2 separate regions of the Zea mays genome follow, and region 1 is linked to region 2. A link is a contact called in public Hi-C data. All regions are on one chromosome and are shown on one strand. The core of a region is the stretch at or near the end of the contact, and the rest is flanking DNA. Distances in the headings are between cores, read along the strand shown.

Region 1 (4,644 bases), core at 61-2,560, 64 kb before region 2:
AGTATAATAAGATCTACTCTTCATCGAAAATCTCCCCTAGTACGGATTTTTATTCTAGGGGCTTAGGTATGATCCTAGGCACCCACAGTATCGATGAATAGTATCGAAGCCACCTAAGTACCCTAGATCTCCTAATCCACGAGTTTTAAGATCAAATAAGGGGTTCTCGGGTCAATTGATTGGGCTCAGTTTTACTTTATTGCTTAATCACCTCGAGAAAATAGAAAACAAACAAGAAAAGGTTAGAAAGAATCTGATCTCAGGCTAGGGTTTTCCTAACCCCAAGTTCTTATGTTTGGTCAAGTCAAAGACTCAGTGAGTCTCATGGCTAAGAACCGGTAAACCGACATTAAAGACGGTGGCCTTATGGTTAGGGTTTTTCCTAACCCAAATCCCAAACCCATGTCACAGAGACTGCGAAAGGGATCAGGATCCGAAGATCCATGGTCAACTATCAGCGAGACAGTAAAAAACGCTACGAACTGGTTAGGGTTAGAAACCCTAACGGTTTTCACCCCAAAAACTGACCAGATCAAGCACATAGAAAGTGTTGTCAAAGTACCCCGAAGGGTCTTAGGACTGAATCCATCACAGAAAAACGCAAAGGGGGCCGAATCCACGTCATAAAACCTCCAAAACTCAATCTCAACTTTATAATAGATCCATTTCATACATTCATTCGCACAGAGAGAAGGATTCAAGCAAGGAGGATTAGATTCAGGCGTGCACAGTTCACCGGTATCGACATAGAAGCATCCACTTACCTCCTCGCCGTTAAGGACGACCGCCGGTGCCCGACCGACGACTGCACGCCCACCCACCCGAGACTAAAGAGAAATTTTGTGAAGGCTATACCATAGGTTTTGAGATTAAAGAGAAAATTCTTCGAACTCAAAACAATGCCTTCACCGAGATCATTTGTGTTGATATATAACAAATAAGATCAGATCGTACTATATCGTCTTTCTAAGTTTTTGTAATAGTGACTTCAGCCATTATAATTTAAATTCAACAATATTCATATGTGGAGATACCATGCACTGAAAACTGAACATAAATGAAAAAACATATGAACTGAATTAATGAGTTTGTCGCGGTTTGATAGAGACTACAAAATACCTACATATACATATATTGTGTCAGAAAATGAATAACTAAGACGACCTATGCCTCCTATAGGACTTTATTAGTTCGTGTAGGAGTACCCGGTTCATTGACTATAGTTAGTAATGCTAAGCCTAGTAGGACCGGTCGATCGTCCGAGTAGGATGGCGCGTCACTTTCCCGGCAGCAACCTAAAAGCCATGCACATCAGATCATCAGATACATGTCCTGTCGCCTGTCGCCAACCAGAAACCCTCTTCCTTGTGCCGCTGTGCGTGCGTGTGTGTTCCAGGTTGTACAATGAGAGCAGATTAGTGTAGTTTTACTTAAAGTCGTTTCCTTGATGTCCAAGACAGACATGGCGAGGGAGTCCAGACAAGAGACAAGAACAAGAGCTTGCAAAAGGACATGTTCCCAAACCACACACTAACACATGGCGCTTTGCTTGCTAACCCTGCAATGGAAATTAAGGGGCGCGAGGAACTACGCTGACATAACAGTACCAGTACCAGTGTATGCAGACTCTGTGTTTTTTTTCTAGCTTCAGATTGCAGTAACTTCATGCACAGCGGTGACCAGAGTCTATTATCAGCTGTTTACAGTGACATTCTAACTGCACTCTGCGTTGCATAGCCTTGTGCCTCTGCTGCGGGTTGTCGGATGAAGCAATATTATGGCATGCCAAAATTCTAGGTCAGCTACTTGAGTCGGTGTGCCGCGACGGCGACGCTGAGGGTAAAAAACATAAGCCTTCCCCTCACTAATTGTGTTAAAGTAGATTGGATCTTGTTTAGATTTATAAGGGTGAGAAGGTATTGACGACACACCGGACAGTGAACAATGAATGTCTGGTGCATATCGGACAGTCCAATGTGTGCACTAAAATTCATTTCAGCGAATTCGTCGCTCTCGGGTTTCTCGGGGGCAGAGGGGCTGCCCTGGGGCTGGCTGGCCCCACTGTCAGAGGGTGCACTAGATAGTCCGGTGCCCCTAAGACAGCAAACCCAATTTCTTTTACTTAGGTTTTTCCAAACCGGTTTCGTTCTAACTTGTGAGTGTGTTGTAGAGTGACACCTAGCACTAGATGTGAGTGTGAATATGCACCAACACTACACTAGAACTCTCTTGGTCAAACTACTCATCCACAACACCTCTTTATAGTACGGCTAAAACAAAAATAGAAGACCTAATTCTATACCAAGTGTCCACAACTCCTTGGACACTCAGAATATGAAGACCTTCATCTTTTGATTCGCCTTTTCAGCCGTCGCTTCAAGTTCTCATCTGAGGGATTGTTTTCACCGTTGCAACGCAACCTCCTGTAATGCGACCTAACTTACCATTTGCTCTGCAAAACACACATTAGTCACATATAATCTTATGTTGTCATTAATCACTAAAACCAACCAGGGGCCTAGATGCTTTCAATCCTAGAGGAGCCAGAAGCGGGGCACCATTTACGCGTGGAGAAGGCCTATGGCTCTCTATGGAGTTACTCGACCGTGGTGCTTGGCCCTCGTGTGGGCTACCCTTTGCATGGGAGCACCAACGAGGATTAGTCAGGACCTTGCGTGGTTCCGGATACCTCGGTAAAAATACCGACGTCATCCATGAGAGTTTGCATCTCTACCTTTTCTCTTTACCTTCCACATTTAAATTAAGTACTTAGCTTTCAATCTCTCTATTCCTAGTATAGAATATTTAGGATTGTAACTTAGGTTACATAACTACTTTTGCGGTAGAGATAACAACACTTAGACAAAACCTATTTTGCACATTCTAGTTTACTTATTTACATAAGTCCTAATTCAGCCCCCCCCCTCCGTCTTAGGCGCTTGTGTTCCTTTTCAATTAGTATCAAAGACCGGTTTGGTTCATTTGGAACATTTTATCATCACCGCTAATAGACCCGACACTTTTTAGAGAAAGGGGATGGATACCCATAGACCACCACATTTTGACAATACTAATTTCCCCCACTATATTGCTAGAATGGCTTGTTACCTACAAGTAGTTGATCTAAGTGTTTGGAGAGTCACTCGCGATGGTATGAAACCATCTAAGAATCCCGAGAAGCTCAGCGCGAGTGACAAAAAAGAAAGTCATTTAAATGCTAGAGCCAAAAATTGCTTGCATGAATCTCTTAGCATGGACATTTTCAATCAAGTATTTACTTTGGAAAATGCTAATGAGATTTGACTAAAATTATGAGAGCTCCATTACGACACATCTAATGTCTGTGAGCAAATACATTGCCTAGTCTTGAATGGATATAATTCTTTTACAATGAAAGAAAATAAGCTTATTAGAGATATGTATTCTCGTTTGAATCTTATCATTAATGAGCTTAATTCTATTGGAAATATTAAACTAGGTGATGCAGATATTGTGAGGAAGATCATCCCCTTTTACCATAACAAAAATATGGCAACATCATCAGCATCCTTCACGACTTGGAGGGCTTGAGCTAAATAACCCCGACGCTCGTGATCGGAAAAATTGTGGCATTTGAGATGTCACAAAAAATGTGTCAATAGGAGGCCACTTCATCAATGTTGTTGGGGTTGTGCTTCGGTGCGCCGAAGGTCTCACACGAAGAAACAGCTTCGGCTGAAGTCGTCTCCAAGAGATGGCCGAAGGTCCCTTTTCATGGAGCTTCGGCGTTTTAAACCGACATAGAGATAGAATGACCTTTTTATACATATAGGTCTGAGTCAATGCTGTAAACTTTCGCAAGGGACATAATTGTAATTTGTCACAGGCTGCGACCTGTGCCTATAAATAGATGAACAGTACCTCTGTACTGTTCACGTGAACCTGTCATTTGCTTTCACATCACGCTTGTACTTTTGCCTTCTGCAGGACCGAAGGTACATTTGTAATTCAAAATCATTTATATTCATTAATACAAGTAGAGATAATTTTGTGACGATATTTAAATGTTTATTTCATATTCTATGATTTATGTGAATGCTTCATTCTTTGTTGTTATGCTTACGAAGGTATGTCCTTCGTAACCTTCGTCCGAGATGCTTTATATCCCGAAGGGATATATCGTTATGGAGGACGAAGGACCTTAACACTTAACATTTTTTGTGTTGCCTTGTTCTTAATTCTTAGCATTTGAGAACAAGTCCCCAACATTGGCGCCCACCTCCGGTCAACTCACTTCCACCTTTCTGAGCTGATGGCTTCGTTCAACACTCAAGCTGGAGCTGCTTCGGCTTCGAAGCTGGTGCTCCCGATAACAGGCGGTTCTTGCTCAGAGCCAGCTAACAAAAAGCAGAAGAAGGAGGCTCAGAGAAGGGTGCAGCATGTTGGAGTGCAGGGACCCTTCATTAAGTCAAAATGGTCTCACATTCCAATTACCTTCTCTCAGGAAGATCTTCAGCTCAAGGACTATCCTCACAATGATGCTATGGTCATTTCTTGTGTGATCAAAGGGTTTCTGGTTCACAATGTCCTAGTTGACACAGGCAGTGCAGCTGACATTATATTTGCCAAAGCCTTCAGACAGATGCAAGAGCCTGAAGACAAGAT
Region 2 (4,339 bases), core at 1,398-3,897:
GGCTCGGACTCGGGCTCGGCCCCGGAAGACGACGAACTCCACCTCGCCCGACCCAGGGCTCGGACACGACCTCGACCCCGAAAGACCGACTCGACCCCGACCTCGGAGGAGCCTCCGCCTCGCCCGACCCAGGGCTCGGACCGACCACGTCACAGGGGGGCCCATCATTACCCTATCCATAGCTAGCTCAGGCTACGGGTAACGGGACCGGCGTCCCATCTGGCTCGCTCCGAAAAACAGATAATGATGGCGCCCCGCGTGCTCCATGACGACGGCGACTCTCAAACCCTTACGGAAGCAAGGAGACGTCAGCAAGGACTCGACAGCCCCGACAGCTGTCCTCCCGCAAGGCTCCAACGCTCCTCCGACGGCCACAACATCATATGAACAGGATGCCAAAACCTCTCTGGCTGCCACGAAGGCATGTACTTAGGGCACTAGCTCCTCTCTGCTAGACACGACAGCGCATTGCTACACCCCCTCATTGTACGCCTGGACCCTCTCCTTACGCCTATAAAAGGAAGGACCAGGGCTCTCTTACGAGAAGGTTGGCCGCGCGGGAGGATGGGGCGACGTGTAGAGTCCCTCGCTCTCCCCCCACGCGGACGCTTGTAACCCCCTACTGCAAGCGCACCCGACCTGGGCGCAGGACAAACACGGAGGCCGCGGGCTTTCCCCTCTCTTCTGTCCCCCCTTCGTGCTCCGTCTCGCGCCAACCCATCTGGGCTGGGACACGCGGCGACAATTCACTCGTCGGTCCAGGGACCCCCCGGGGTCGAAACGCCGACAATGGGGTACACTAAACATCTACAGAGATAGAGGAGAGAATTATAGGTGTATATTCGGGCCGCCCAGCCTGGCCCGGCCCAAGCCCGAAAAGACCCATATTGTTTGAATTTCGGCCCGGCCTGGCCCGTTTGAATTTCGGGCCGGCCCATGGGCCTAGCCCTCGGCCCACGGCCTGACACGTAATTGCTTAAACGTGCGGGGCTTATTTCGGGCGACCCGAAATTCACATCATGGCACGAAATTCAGTTTTTGGCCCGAAATTCACATCACAGCCCTAAATTCAAAACAAATTTAATAAAACAAATAAAAAGATAAGACACATAAATTTGACCAAAAGCAAACTTAATATTTGTATTAAGTTACCAGAGCTATGCAATGACTAACTTGTTTACAAATCATTTTGTTAGAAGAAAAAAGAGTATAATCAGCTCTATACAAAGTTCGTAAGTTCAGTTTATTATCTAATGTTCATAACAAAAGTAAAATTACATCACATACTCTAATTCAAAGCTACAAAAAACATCTAAATAGCATTATCTCTAGCTTTGTGTTTTTTATCAAGTACATGAAAGTGTGGAATGAAGTGTGATTTTAATAAATATATGGCCTTTTCGTGCCTCTATATGAGCCATTTCGTGCCTGCCTTAAACGAGCCGTGCTCGTGCCCGCCCATGGGCCGCGACCTCGGACCAAACCCGGCCCGATATATCGGGTCGTGTCAGCCTGACACTAAATTATTTCGGGTCGTGCCATGCCTGGGTGTATTTTTTTTTGTGCTTCGGGCCGGCCCATCAGACCCGGCCCAAATATACACATATAGAGAGGATGGCTGATGGCCTGCGCTGCAGCCAGTCTTAGAGTCGGTGTGCAATAGCGACGACGACACCGAGAGTGCATTAGCTAGGTGATGGTCTTTCCATCGCTAGCCGTATTAGAGTAGATCAGGTCCCTAGGTTTATGGGGCGAGGAATGTTAACCAATAATCCAATGTATTGTTATGCATGCAATCATAATACAAGAAGTCCCCTCTTTGACCGGATTCACATAAGATCAATCCAACAGAGAGGTGGCCTGGACCTGTGAGCTGCAGTGTTCTAAACTCTGATCTCTAGTTCGTCCGTCTATCAGTTTACAGGAGAAAAACTGTTGAAATTAACCGCTGAGCACTCCAATCCTAGCCAAGTGTTAATAAGGTAGCGTTCGATCTGACGCGACAAGGAAATCTCAACAGACGACGCGACGGTTAATTTGCGGTCGTTCCTTGAGAAGAACACACAAGATCATATCACAACACTGCAGGGGGGGCGGGCGCGGGCTTCAGTCTGTAATACGTACGTTGGAGATAATTGGCTGGCTGCATCATCTCAGTAGTCTCAGTCATGAGTCATGATTCCTGAATCCTGACGAGGGTGCACTCAGATCGAACGGTTCAAAAAAAAAATGAGCGCGCTGGACGCCGGAGAAAATACATGTACGTCCGTCCAGAGCGAGAGCAAGCAGCTAGCGGGGCCATACGTCAAAAAGGGCGATTCCTTTGCCTGCACTCTAAAATCCAGGCGGACCCAACTCTTTGTACATGACCAGGCAAAAGCGGCCGCTGGCTGGCGCTAATAAGCCCCGCCTTTTTCTCCGTCTCCTGTCAACACCCTTTCGATCATCATCGTCACCTAATTCTCGCTCCGCCCCGGTTTTTTCTTGTCACTGGGAAAAAAAGGGAAAATATCATGTCGCCACCTAATAAATTGCAAGGAAGGAAGGAAGGAATGCAACCACCGTCGTCAGTACTGTACTGTCCTCCTCCTCCTCGCTATATAACCCTTCATTCCTGCCGCGTGTTGTAGCTATAGCTCTAGCTAGCTATCTTGCTGCGGCCGGCCATATATAACAACCGTACGTCCTCGATCTCTCGTCCGAGATCGATCTGCGTGCCAAGGGAAGGGAGATGGGGGCGGCGCCGCCATCGTCGTGGCTTGCGTTCATCCTGTTCTTCGGCACGTTGGTAGCGTTGCCGCAGTCGTCACACGGCGGCGGCACAACCAGACACTACACCTTCAACGTAAGTGCATTTCACTCATCAACCAATTAAGCAGCCGCCGTTCGTCCATGCATGCTGTGTGTTCTTATGTACGTATACTTGCTGGCTAGGACTAGGAGTACCCACATGCATGCATGCATGCACGCACGCACGCAGTGATTTAGCTATAGCTGCTAGTAGTTCTTGTTGTTGATGCATGGTCGTCTGTTCTTCCATCGTCTATATATGAAGGAAGTTTGGGACGACGGACGTGACAGGGTCTATATATCATCTGCCGTTTCGAATCATGTCATGTGTGGTGTGGGCTTGTGTGTGGCATATATGGCAGGTGACGATGAAGAAGGTGACGCGGCTGTGCACCACCCGCGCCATCCCGACGGTGAACGGCCAGTTCCCCGGCCCCAAGATAGTCACCAGGGAGGGCGACCGCGTCGTCGTCAAGGTGCTGAACAATGTCAAGGACAACGTTACCATCCACTGGTAAACTTTCTCTTCATGTATATAGTAATTAGTATACATATATATATAGCGATCTGCCCTGCAGCAACGACGACGAACTGCCATGTTTCTTTGCACCAACGACGCGACGAACTGCAGCAGTAACCTAGATCATCATTCGCAAAGCTGCCATGTTTCAACGGAGAAATCATCGTTTCGTACCTCTGTCTCGATCCTGCTGGTTGGTGTCAGCAACTAATTAATAACAAGCAGCGTCTACCACCTTTTTATTTGTTTCCTGGATGCGATCAGCAGCTAGCTCGCCATCCTTTCAGTTAGCAAAGGACCAAGTGGGCAGCAGCCTAGTTTCAGGTCTTTCAGGACGTGCCAATGCAATATAATGCAGCTGATATATATTTGCATGCCCGTACTGATGCTTTTGTGTGCCTTCCCTCTGGGTGCGTGCGATGCAAACTGCATATACGTACACGCGAACGAATTGAACAACAGGCACGGCGTTCGGCAGCTGCGCACGGGGTGGTCGGACGGGCCGGCGTACGTGACGCAGTGCCCCATCCAGACGGGGCAGAGCTTCGTGTACAACTTCACCATCACGGGGCAGCGGGGCACCCTGTTCTGGCACGCGCACGTCTCCTGGATGCGCGCCACGCTCTACGGGGCCATCGTCATCCTCCCCAAGCGCGGCGTGCCATACCCGCTCCCGGTTAAACCCTACAAGGACGTCCCAGTCATCTTCGGTGCTGCTGCTGCTGCTGCTCTGCTCTGCTTGTAGCCTGCCCTGTACTACTAGGATAATTAACGTGCGATGTGGCCGCAGGAGAGTGGTTCAACGCGGATCCAGAGACAATTGTCGCCCAGGCGCTTCAGACTGGAGCAGGCCCAAACGTGTCGGACGCCTTCACCATCAACGGGCTCCCGGGCCCTTTGTACAACTGCTCCAGCAAAGGTAAGACTCGGCCCGTTCAGCCAGGGCCCATTGAAAAGTTCAAGCTCACCGTCATGTGTCACATGTGTGCTGCTTCCATAGACACGTTCAAGCTGAAGGTGCTGCCCGGC

What was found. A called contact is a pair of places that touch in the nucleus more often than the background predicts.
Region 1: a contact with region 2 is called in a Hi-C map of tassel, with 5 times the contacts expected there. The contact joins the enhancer-like site here to the promoter of LOC100193025 in region 2. A contact is called at or near these places in 4 of 25 Hi-C or Micro-C datasets (ear, endosperm, leaf and 1 more).

The regions. Positions count from the first base shown.
Region 1 is chr1:39,925,822-39,930,465 of Zm-B73-REFERENCE-NAM-5.0, reverse strand. No RefSeq gene overlaps it. Among protein-coding and RNA genes, the nearest start is that of LOC100193025, 63 kb to the right of the region's middle. Within about 2 kb of position 1,310, at least 6 of the 20 cell types and tissues checked have an H3K27ac peak or open chromatin away from gene starts, as enhancers often do. A contact at or near this core is called in tassel, where this site is marked.
Region 2 is chr1:39,862,972-39,867,310 of Zm-B73-REFERENCE-NAM-5.0, reverse strand. It overlaps LOC100193025 (putative laccase family protein), which reads left to right and starts at 2,647. Exons shown (of 6, transcript NM_001138193.1): 1 at 2,647-2,845; 2 at 3,153-3,304; 3 at 3,773-4,020; 4 at 4,101-4,229; 5 at 4,311-4,339. The coding sequence starts at 2,732.